Regions from separate parts of the Mus musculus genome. Here region 1 is linked to region 2. The links are chromatin contacts, called in public promoter capture Hi-C maps. All regions are on one chromosome and are shown on one strand. The core of a region is the stretch at or near the end of the contact, and the rest is flanking DNA. Distances in the headings are between cores, read along the strand shown.

Region 1 (4,128 bases), core at 31-2,530, 81 kb after region 2:
GTTGTAAAATAGATCACTTCTCCCATCCTTTTCATGTCTTGCAAAAATTTATGTTCAGTGATCATTTACTAATTCTTACAAGGCATCCGTGTTCCACTTGGCTTATGCCTCTAGAAGTTGTTAATTTCCTATCAAACCATGTCTCAACTTCTCGGGCAGTTTTCATGACCAGAAATTATATTTGACCCCTATTCTTTATTTCCGGGCAGCAGCTGTAAGCTCATGAGAACCAGAACCACATCTATATACTAATCTTGGTATCCCTGAGGCAGCAAGCAAGTGCCTGGGTGTTCAGTGACTAGCTCCACGTGAACTGATTAGAAAGGAGGCAGAGAAGAGACTGGGTGTGGCCTGCCCAGTGGCAGTGAGAAGATGTCTTTGGTGATGTCTTGAGTGGGTGCTGGAGACACTAGGAAACCATTGGGACTTCAGGAAGAGTGAAGGAGAAGCCCTTACACATATACCTTAAAAGTGGCACAGAGGCCAACGGAGTCCATAAAAATGGCGCCCCAGAGTTCAACATTATTTTCAATAGCTGGGCCAGGGGTAAAGGCACTTGCCACCAAGTCAGAGTTTTATCTGTGGGACTCACATGGTGGAAGGAGAGAACCAACTCCTACAAGTTGTCCTCTGACCTCCATATGTGCACACTAGCCCACATCACATACACAATAAATAAGTTTTATATATATATATATATAGAGAGAGAGAGAGAGAGAGAGAGAGAGAGAAAGAGAGAGAGAGAGAGAGAGGGAGAGAGTGATGGAGGCAGACCAGAAGAGATGGATGACCCATTGAGTAGTCACTAGAAGAAGAGAGGAGAGGGGGCAGCATGGGACCCCAGGGCGCAAGGAGAAAAGGCACTCCCTTTATTGTTTCTCTGGGGCAACCTACAACTTGGTAGCCAAGAACCATCCTAGCCTGTACTGCAGAGACCTACAAGGAAGTTCTCTGCCTGGAGGAAAGGTCATCATGGTCAGAGATGGAGGCCTGTCTGGGGAAAGGTCAACAGAAGAAGAAGGAAGTTGAACAACCCTGGAGAGAAGGGAGAGGGGGGAAAATGTTTTTCTTTTGATGATAATGGCAAGAGACAGGAAGATGGAAACCACACCAGAAGTGGGGTGTAGGGGGACAGGATGCTCGCACTCTGTAGGTTCTCCTACACTGCTCCAGACTCCCACTTTTCTGACTTGGCCTCAGAGCTGTCTCCGCTACCCCAGAATAGAGGAAGTAGGCTTCAGCATTTCAAACCGAGCAGGCTGTCTCCACTCAGCCACTAATCCCAGGCTGCCGAGCAAACAGCCTGAGGCGCACATACTCAGACTCTGATGGAGATGCGTGCCCAGTGCTGAAACAGCTCAGATTTCAGCATCTTGGACAGCACAGGTGAGACGAACACGAGTCTTGGCAGAAATGAGAAATACAATGCCTTGGATTCCGAATTAACTTCACCTTGGGGGGACAGGAGCAACGGGACACAGATGGGATGTGGCAGGAAGAGGGACAGATGAAACCAGCATGCAGAGGAGTCAGGAGTTTCAGCTGCCACCTCGGCTGCCAAGGTGCCTGGCTAGAGGCCAGGAGGGCTTCACACCCCAGCTCCTTCCCCTCTGCCTAACATTCGGTAGCCTGTGCCAACGGGGACAAGCAAGCGCCTTGCTTTTCAGCAACATTCAGATGGGACCTCCGTGGCTGAGCTCTGACGCCATCATTTTTCTCTGTACCTAGCTGACTTTTGCTTGAGTCTTCCAGCCCCTTGTTGGAGAAGTCCCTGCCCGGACACTATTTATCATAAACTTAGCACCAAGAGTCATGTCCTCCGCTCTTTGCAGCTCCTGTCAGCGGCTTCGCCAGTGTTCCTGACGGGAGGCGGCTCTGACACTGTGAGAGAGGCACATTTGTTCTGGCTTTCTGCACATCGAATTGAAGACAGAATGTTCAAATCTGAATGTAGACCCCATGACACATGTGGGAAAGGACAGTGATCATGTGATATGTCTTGTCAAGGCGCCTCATTTACAGGGGACTGGGTTAGTAGAGCACACCTCTCCCCCGCCCCCTCTCTGAAGTGAGCACTCCCTTAGGAGTGCTCATTCTGTTTCTGAGCCCCGCCCCCCAGAAGGGAACACTAAGGGTGAGTGGGAGAGCTAAGAGTGGATGGGTCAGCTTCTGGAGGACGCCCTGGGGCGTCGGGCGGAGCTTTACTACTGATCTAAATCTTATACCGACTTCAAGCATAGCCTAATCCTGTAGAACAGGAAGCTTGTTGTGATTAACCCCTTAGTGGCCTGTCTGGTCAGAGTTAAACCACTGATGGCTGAAAGGAGGCTGAGTTTTACCAGATCTTTGCCCTTCTCTCCCTCTCAGTTGACTACCCACAGCCCATAGGAGCAGAGCACCATTCCAGGTGCATGTAGTCTCTGGTGGCATTTAGCTCCTGAGGTTACACTATGTCCCTAAGCAGCCTCTTTTACTAACTGTGTGACACCTCTTTCCAAGCTCACTCACTCTCTATGACTCTGTCTCTGTCTCTGTCTCTGTCTCTCTCTCTCTGTCTCTCTCTCTGTCTCTGTCTCTCTCTCTCTGTCTCTGTGTCTCTCTGTGTCTCTCTGTGTCTCCCCTCTCTCTCTCTCTCTCTGTCTCTCTCTCTGTCTCTGTCTCTGTCTCTCTGTCTCTCTCTCTCTGTCTCTCTCTCTGTGTCTCTCTGTGTCTCCCCCCTCTCTCTCTCTCTCTCTCTCTCTCTCTCTCTCTCTCTCTCTCTCTCTCTCTCTCTCTCTCTCTCTCTCTCTCTGTCTCTCAAAGCCTAGGCCCCATTGGATTTCCTTTCATTGAGTAGTCACTCAATGAAAGTTGTATCCTGTCAGCCTGACCCCCATGTGCCTGAGGGCACAGGCCCTCTGTCCCAGAAGTCCAGCTTCCTAAGCATTCTCTCTAGGTTTTAGGCCACTCTGGTAGGTTCTGTCTCTGGGGATTAACTCTCTGTCCACATGTTAGGATCCCTCTCTCAGGTCAAGGTCCCTCTCCTCCTATCCCCTGCCCTGCCATCCCAGGCCCCCACTGAGTTCACGGTATCTAGGACCAAAGCCACGGTAGCAATTTTCCTTGAAATAGACAGGGTTGGTGTCGGCCCCACTCTGCTCAGAGAAGGGGATGCAGGCTCACAGAGAACACAGACGCCGAAACCGGGGATGACCTTGGCCTGACTTTGGACCACTCTCAGCCTTACAGTCTTAAACACTAAGGCCCGGACTCTGCCTGGCAGCTCTCACTCTTCTTACTTGCCTGAGCTGCTACTTGAGAGGCAGGTTTCTCGCCTGTTGCCTGGCAGCCCTGCTTTGTTAGGGAATGCTAATTTGGGAGTGTGTATGTGCCCATTCCAACCTATTACCGGAGTCCTGGGCCTCTCCTCAGAAATGAGCACAGTTCCTCAAGTCACTTCACAAAAATAAGCTGCCACGTGACCCCTGGGAAGCCTGGCAAAGAAAGCAAAGTAGCAAAGAATTGCTGGCCGCTGGTCTGCACACCCCACGGACTGTTGTCAGGGTAAGAGCGGCCGGGTCTTCTCCCCAAGGGATGGCAGAGACTTTAGCTTCAGAGTGGATGGATGCTGGATGCAAAGTGGCTCCAAACTCATCCTTCCGACTTACAGCTTTGGATCCAGGTCAAGGCACTTCACCTCTGAACCCCAGCCACCTCAGCCAGGCAGTTGTAATGGCAACAGTATCTACACAGAGGCTGGGGGGAGGGAAGCTGCTATGACACAGGTGGCAAGGTGGGTGATGTGGAGCAGGTGTCTGGCACATGGGAAGAATTTGGTGGCTACTGTTGGGAGTTGACAGGGACAGCTATGACAAGGACAGAGGCAGAGCTGGGAATTCCAGGCCACCTGCAGCATAATCTGGCATGGAGCCTCAAAGCTCCAGGACAATGACGCCTGCCAGTTGGAGCTGGCTGAGTAGGGTAGCATGCCCACCGTCCTAATGTGTTGTTACTATAGAGCATCACCCAGAAAGCAGATACCCACTTTCCCACACCTACGAAGCAGAATCTAGCCCAACGCTGCCACCTTCTACCACTAGCTTGCTTCTGCTTTGATCTGGAACCACCCAACCTGTCTGCCCGGCAGCT
Region 2 (4,752 bases), core at 1,786-4,285:
ATTGTACCATATTTTTCTTTTGTTGTTTACTGCTATTGGTGATTATTTATACATTCAATTTTTCCGTATTGTGTCTCTCAGATTCTTTTTCCTTAAATGAGTAAATTTGTCTCTGATGTATTTCCTATCTTTCTTATAAGGCCTCACTCATTGTATCCATTGTGATATTGTTAGTATATTTGATAATTAGGGACGTAATCAGTGGACCAATTAACTCTCTTATTAAGACATTGAAGCTAGTTGTGTGGTTGGATGCCGTCTAATATAGGGTGATAATCTAGCATAACCTTCTACAAAGGTATTCAAAATTTCCAACAGGGCTTATAATGAATCCAGTATTGCTGAACTGAATTCTTAATAGACATTTGGGAAGTTGTCCAGTAGTGCTTTAGGAATGTTTTCGCCTGGAGAATGGTACCAAAAATAGGCTGTTGATTTTATTACTTATGCCAGTAAAGGAGTGCCCTTGTTACAGAGCTGGTAGTGTCTGTGGGGGGTGATGGGGGCAACATGATGAAATGATTAGCAGGGGCAGCGAAACTGGATTGTTGAGTGTCGGGGAGGCTGGTTTACAATTCGTATTCAATGCTAGGCTTGATAGGAGTTAGCATAAGGATCATGATAGAGTTTAAGTTTTGATTGACACAGGCAGCAAGGCAAGTACTTTGGGGTGAGGTAATCAAACAGCTGGAACTCGAACAATCAATTACTGCTATTTACTGAAACTGAATAGTCTGATGTTGGTTTATATGAGGCTTTTTTTGGGGAGTTCCTGAAATGAACAATGAAGTTATTTGAAACTCTTATCTTCCCACTAGAAGTTTCCTGGAAAAGTGAAGTCATTTTACTGCAGACAGATGACTGCCGGTGGTTCGGTGGTTCCTGTAGCCTGTGACTTTAGTGTAGACAGTTTGGGTTGTTAGCACCCATTCTGAACCAGCACAAGCTTGAAAATGTGTTTATAAAAAATCCGATTTTTGGTCCCATCTGTAGACCACTCAGCCTTTTGATGGCTGCTTTGATGCTGACCTTTTCCATCTCAGCAACGAGGTCCAACCTTAACTTGGTATTTTTGACACTCAAGTAGGCAGTTGAATATGAGTTTGTAGTCAAAAAAGAGTTCAGAATCAGAGGAAAAAATAGTGAGTTATTACATAGATGCTTTTGAAACATGTGCCTGAATGTGTTTTTCTTAGAAGGAAACAGTAAGAAAAATTTGTGAGCTTTAAGAGTTCTGGTGTTGTTGGTCAGTGGTGGCGCACACCTTTAATTCCAGCACTCGGGAGGCAGAGGCAGGTGGATTTCTGAGTTTGAGGCCAGCCTGGTCTACAGAGTGAGTTTCAGGACAGTCAGGGCTACACAGAGAAACCCTGTCTCGAAAAAACAAAAACAAAAACAAAAAAAGAGTTCTGGTATTTAATGGTTATACTGGTGTGTGCATGTGCGTGTGCGTGTGTGGCTAGCTAGTAGTTCAGAGAGAATGAGAGAGCACGGAACTGATAGGGTGGTGTTTGGATGTTAGGAAAAGTGCTTTTAAAATCTCTTACTTTATGTGTTTTGCTGATGTTTGACCTGCACGCATGTCTGGGTACTACATGCATGCAGTGCTCAAAGCAGACAGAAGAGGGCAGGGTCTCCTGGAACTAATGTTAGGGATGGTTGTGAGCTACCATGTGGGTGCTGGGGTTAAACCATGGTCCCCTGGGAGAACTGCTAGTGTTCATGACTGCTGAAGCATCTCTCCGAGAGTCTCCCCCAAAAATGTTGCTAAGAATGATGAAGAAGGGTGGGGGTATAGCTCAGTAGTGCCTGCTTGTCTTGCAAACACGAGTACCTGAGTTCGATACCCAGAACCTATGTTAAATTAAAAAACAAAACCAAAAACACCAGCCAGGCATGGCGTGATGGTGCGCCTTTGCAATCCTAACCTAGGAAGGTGGAGACAAGCTGACCTCTGGGATCCACTGGGCACCCAGTCTAGTCTCCTTGTTAAGAACCAGAGTCGGTGAGAGACCGTGTCCACAAACAAGGTGGACAGCACCTGAAGTTGTCCTATGGCCTTCATATCCACCCCACATGTGTGTCCGTGTATACATATACACGCAACATGGTGAAAGAGGTCAGACACTCAAACAGGGAAGGAGAGGTGAAAGTGCTGTCTAGGTTTGCTGAGGGCATTCCTTCTCTTAGGCTTTTTTTTTTTTAAAGATTTATTTATCTATTTTATGTATATGAGTACAATGTTGCTGTACAGATGGTTGTGAGCCATCATGTGGTTGCTGGGAATTGAATTCAGGACCTCTGCTTGCTCCGGTCGGCCCTGCTCGCTCCAGCCCTGCTCACTCCGGAGAAAATCTGAAGATTTATTTATTATTATACGTAAATACACTGTAGCTGTCTTCAGACACACCAGAAGAGGGTGTCAGATCTCATTACGGATGGTTGTGAGCCACCATGTGGTTGCTGGGATTTGAACTCAGGACTTTGGGAAGAGCAGTCAGTGCTCTTAACCGCTGAGCCATCTCTACGGCCCAGGCTTCATTTTTAAGGCTAAGCATGTGAGGGTGTGTTGGTGTGCCCGTGAGTGTGGTTGCGCACATGTACTCAGTTGTGGTTTGGGTGAAAGGTCAGTAGTTGGAGGCAGGGGGTTCTGGTTTGCCGTTGACTTGGGGTTGATCAAGCAGAGTTGAGAGCTAACGTACAGTGTGAAGGCACATTTCAGTTTGCTGACTAAAACTGCTGCTTTGACTGTCCAGAAAGCTGATGTGAAATGTGCAGATGGAGAGAAAGCTTAAGTAGAGCAGAAGTCATGTAAGTCTCTGTTCCGGCTGGTTTTGTGGATCAGCTTGACACAAGCTAGAGTCAACAGAGAGGAAGGAGTCTCACTTGAGGAAATGCTTCCAGGAGATCCAGCCGTAAGGCATATACTAAATTAGTGATCAATGGGGGAGGGCCCAGCTCATTGTGGGTGGTGCCATCCCGGCACTGGAGGTCCTCAGTTCTATAAAGAAAGCAGGCTGAGTGAGCCAGGGGAAGCAAGCCAGAGTAAACAGCACCCTCCGTGGCCTCTGCATCAGCTCCTGCCTCCAGGTTCCTGCCCTGTGTGAGTTCCTATCCTGACTTTCACTGGTGATGGACTGTGATCTGGAAGTGTGAGCAAAATAAACCCTTTGCTTCCCAACTTGCTTCCTGATCATGGTGTTTTTGTGGCAGCAATAGAAGTCCTGAGACATGCTAACATAGCCATGCCTTGGTTAGCATGATGGGGTCATATTCTGAGAAATACATTGCTAGTAGGTAGGAAGTTTGGTTATTGTCCAGGCAGCCTGTTGTACATAGACAAACTAGATAGTGTAGGGCAGTTATTCAGCATGGCTTCCCTTTTATGTGCTTGTGTGTTCACGTCTGCAGTGCACACATGTTTCATGGCTGAGGTATATATAAAACTATAACATTCAACACCTTCTTCTACTATATATTCCCAATGTTGGAGCATCATATGTATATATTGCCATAAACCAATCCTTACTCGATCTCACGTTCTTCTGAGGTGGTTGTTAGTTCTTGTTTTTAAAGGGGCAGAGAGCACAGTTCTCTCAGCATCCATCCTTCTTTGCTCTCCTTAGTATCCCAGTGAAGGAGTCAAGAGTCAGTTGTCAGGTTAGGCTTACTCTAAAACCTGCTCTCACTTCTGCTGCCTAAAATTTCTTGTATGCTCTAAAACCTTCACCATTAATGCCAGAGTTGTTTACAGCTACCCTTTCATCATGGGAGGGATATGTTGACGTCTCAGATTTCGAGGGTCAACACTGAACAGGCAGTGAGAAACAATTCTAGGCTCATGGAGACAGTTACTAAGCTGAATTCATTTAATTCTACTTAATAGAAAGTTCAGTCAGTCAGAAGTATCTTGATCAGAGTTCTGATTAATTTAAGCATTACTCCATCCATCCATCCATCCATCCTTCCAGGACAGGGTGTTCCTATGTTGTCCAGGTTACCCTCATTATCTTGTTTCCAGGCTAGCCTAGAGACTTCGATATTCTGCTGTGCTTCCTGAATTCTGGAATTACAGGTGTTATCACTATCCTTAGCCTCAAGTGTTGACTGTCCTAAATATTTGCTAGTGTCCTCATAGGAAACTTTCCTTTGTATATTGAAAAAGTCTTTATTTGGGCATCTTTTTGCTTTGTTTTGTACTAATCTGACCCACTACATCACTTCCCTGTTTAACCTTCAGAAGTTTCCTAAGAAAGTAGAATTGGTACCACAAGGTACAAATACATTAAAACTGGAAACAGAGGAGCAGAATGGTGGCTGTTGAATTTAGCCCAACACACACTTTCTTCATCCTGTCTTCTCTGCTCTAGGCCTTGTGAGGAGTGCGCCCGCTAACTGCTGTCTTGTTATGCTCTCTTCCTCTCCAATTTAAGGTTGGTATGTGAACTATTTCTAATTCTCTGCTCAGCAAGTAATGTGGACAATTTTAGCTCACCCCGCTCCAAATCATACACAAATTTCCTGGAGTGAATGTCGTTGTGTAGTGTTGAGGGCAACTGGCATAGTCTTTGGAAGAACAGTCCAGTTTCTTTAGAATATTTCGAGTGATCTTTTCCTACTGAAAAGCATTACCAGCAGACTGGAGAGAGCCGGCAGTTGCAGTGCATTGCCAAGGCTCCCTGTTGCTGAGGAAGGTTGACCACTCCTCAGCAGTTTATCCTACGTAGGCTTTAATAAAGGGTTAGTCTAGCA

What was found. Capture Hi-C pulls out chosen DNA fragments and counts their contacts.
Region 1: a contact with region 2 is called in a promoter capture Hi-C map of adipose tissue. The contact joins two enhancer-like sites. A contact is called at or near these places in 1 of 15 datasets of contacts at CTCF or cohesin (CD8 T cells), 13 of 484 Hi-C or Micro-C datasets (3T3-L1-derived adipocytes, 8-cell embryo, CD8 T cells and 6 more), 11 of 115 datasets of contacts at active chromatin or transcription factors (CD8 T cells, bone marrow-derived macrophages, embryonic hindbrain and 4 more) and 5 of 9 other capture datasets (adipose tissue, bone marrow-derived macrophages, embryonic stem cells and 2 more).

Annotation. Positions count from the first base shown.
Region 1 is chr10:93,260,226-93,264,353 of GRCm38.p6, forward strand. All of the region lies in intron 3 of Elk3 (ELK3, member of ETS oncogene family), which reads right to left. Among named protein-coding and RNA genes, the nearest start is that of Gm32551, 23 kb to the right of the region's middle. Within about 2 kb of position 1,281, at least 183 of the 459 cell types and tissues checked have an H3K27ac peak or open chromatin away from gene starts, as enhancers often do. A contact at or near this core is called in CD8 T cells and adipose tissue, where this site is marked.
Region 2 is chr10:93,177,241-93,181,992 of GRCm38.p6, forward strand. All of the region lies in intron 1 of Cdk17 (cyclin-dependent kinase 17), which reads left to right. Among named protein-coding and RNA genes, the nearest start is that of Mir1931, 17 kb to the left of the region's middle. Within about 2 kb of position 3,036, at least 39 of the 459 cell types and tissues checked have an H3K27ac peak or open chromatin away from gene starts, as enhancers often do. A contact at or near this core is called in CD8 T cells and adipose tissue, where this site is marked.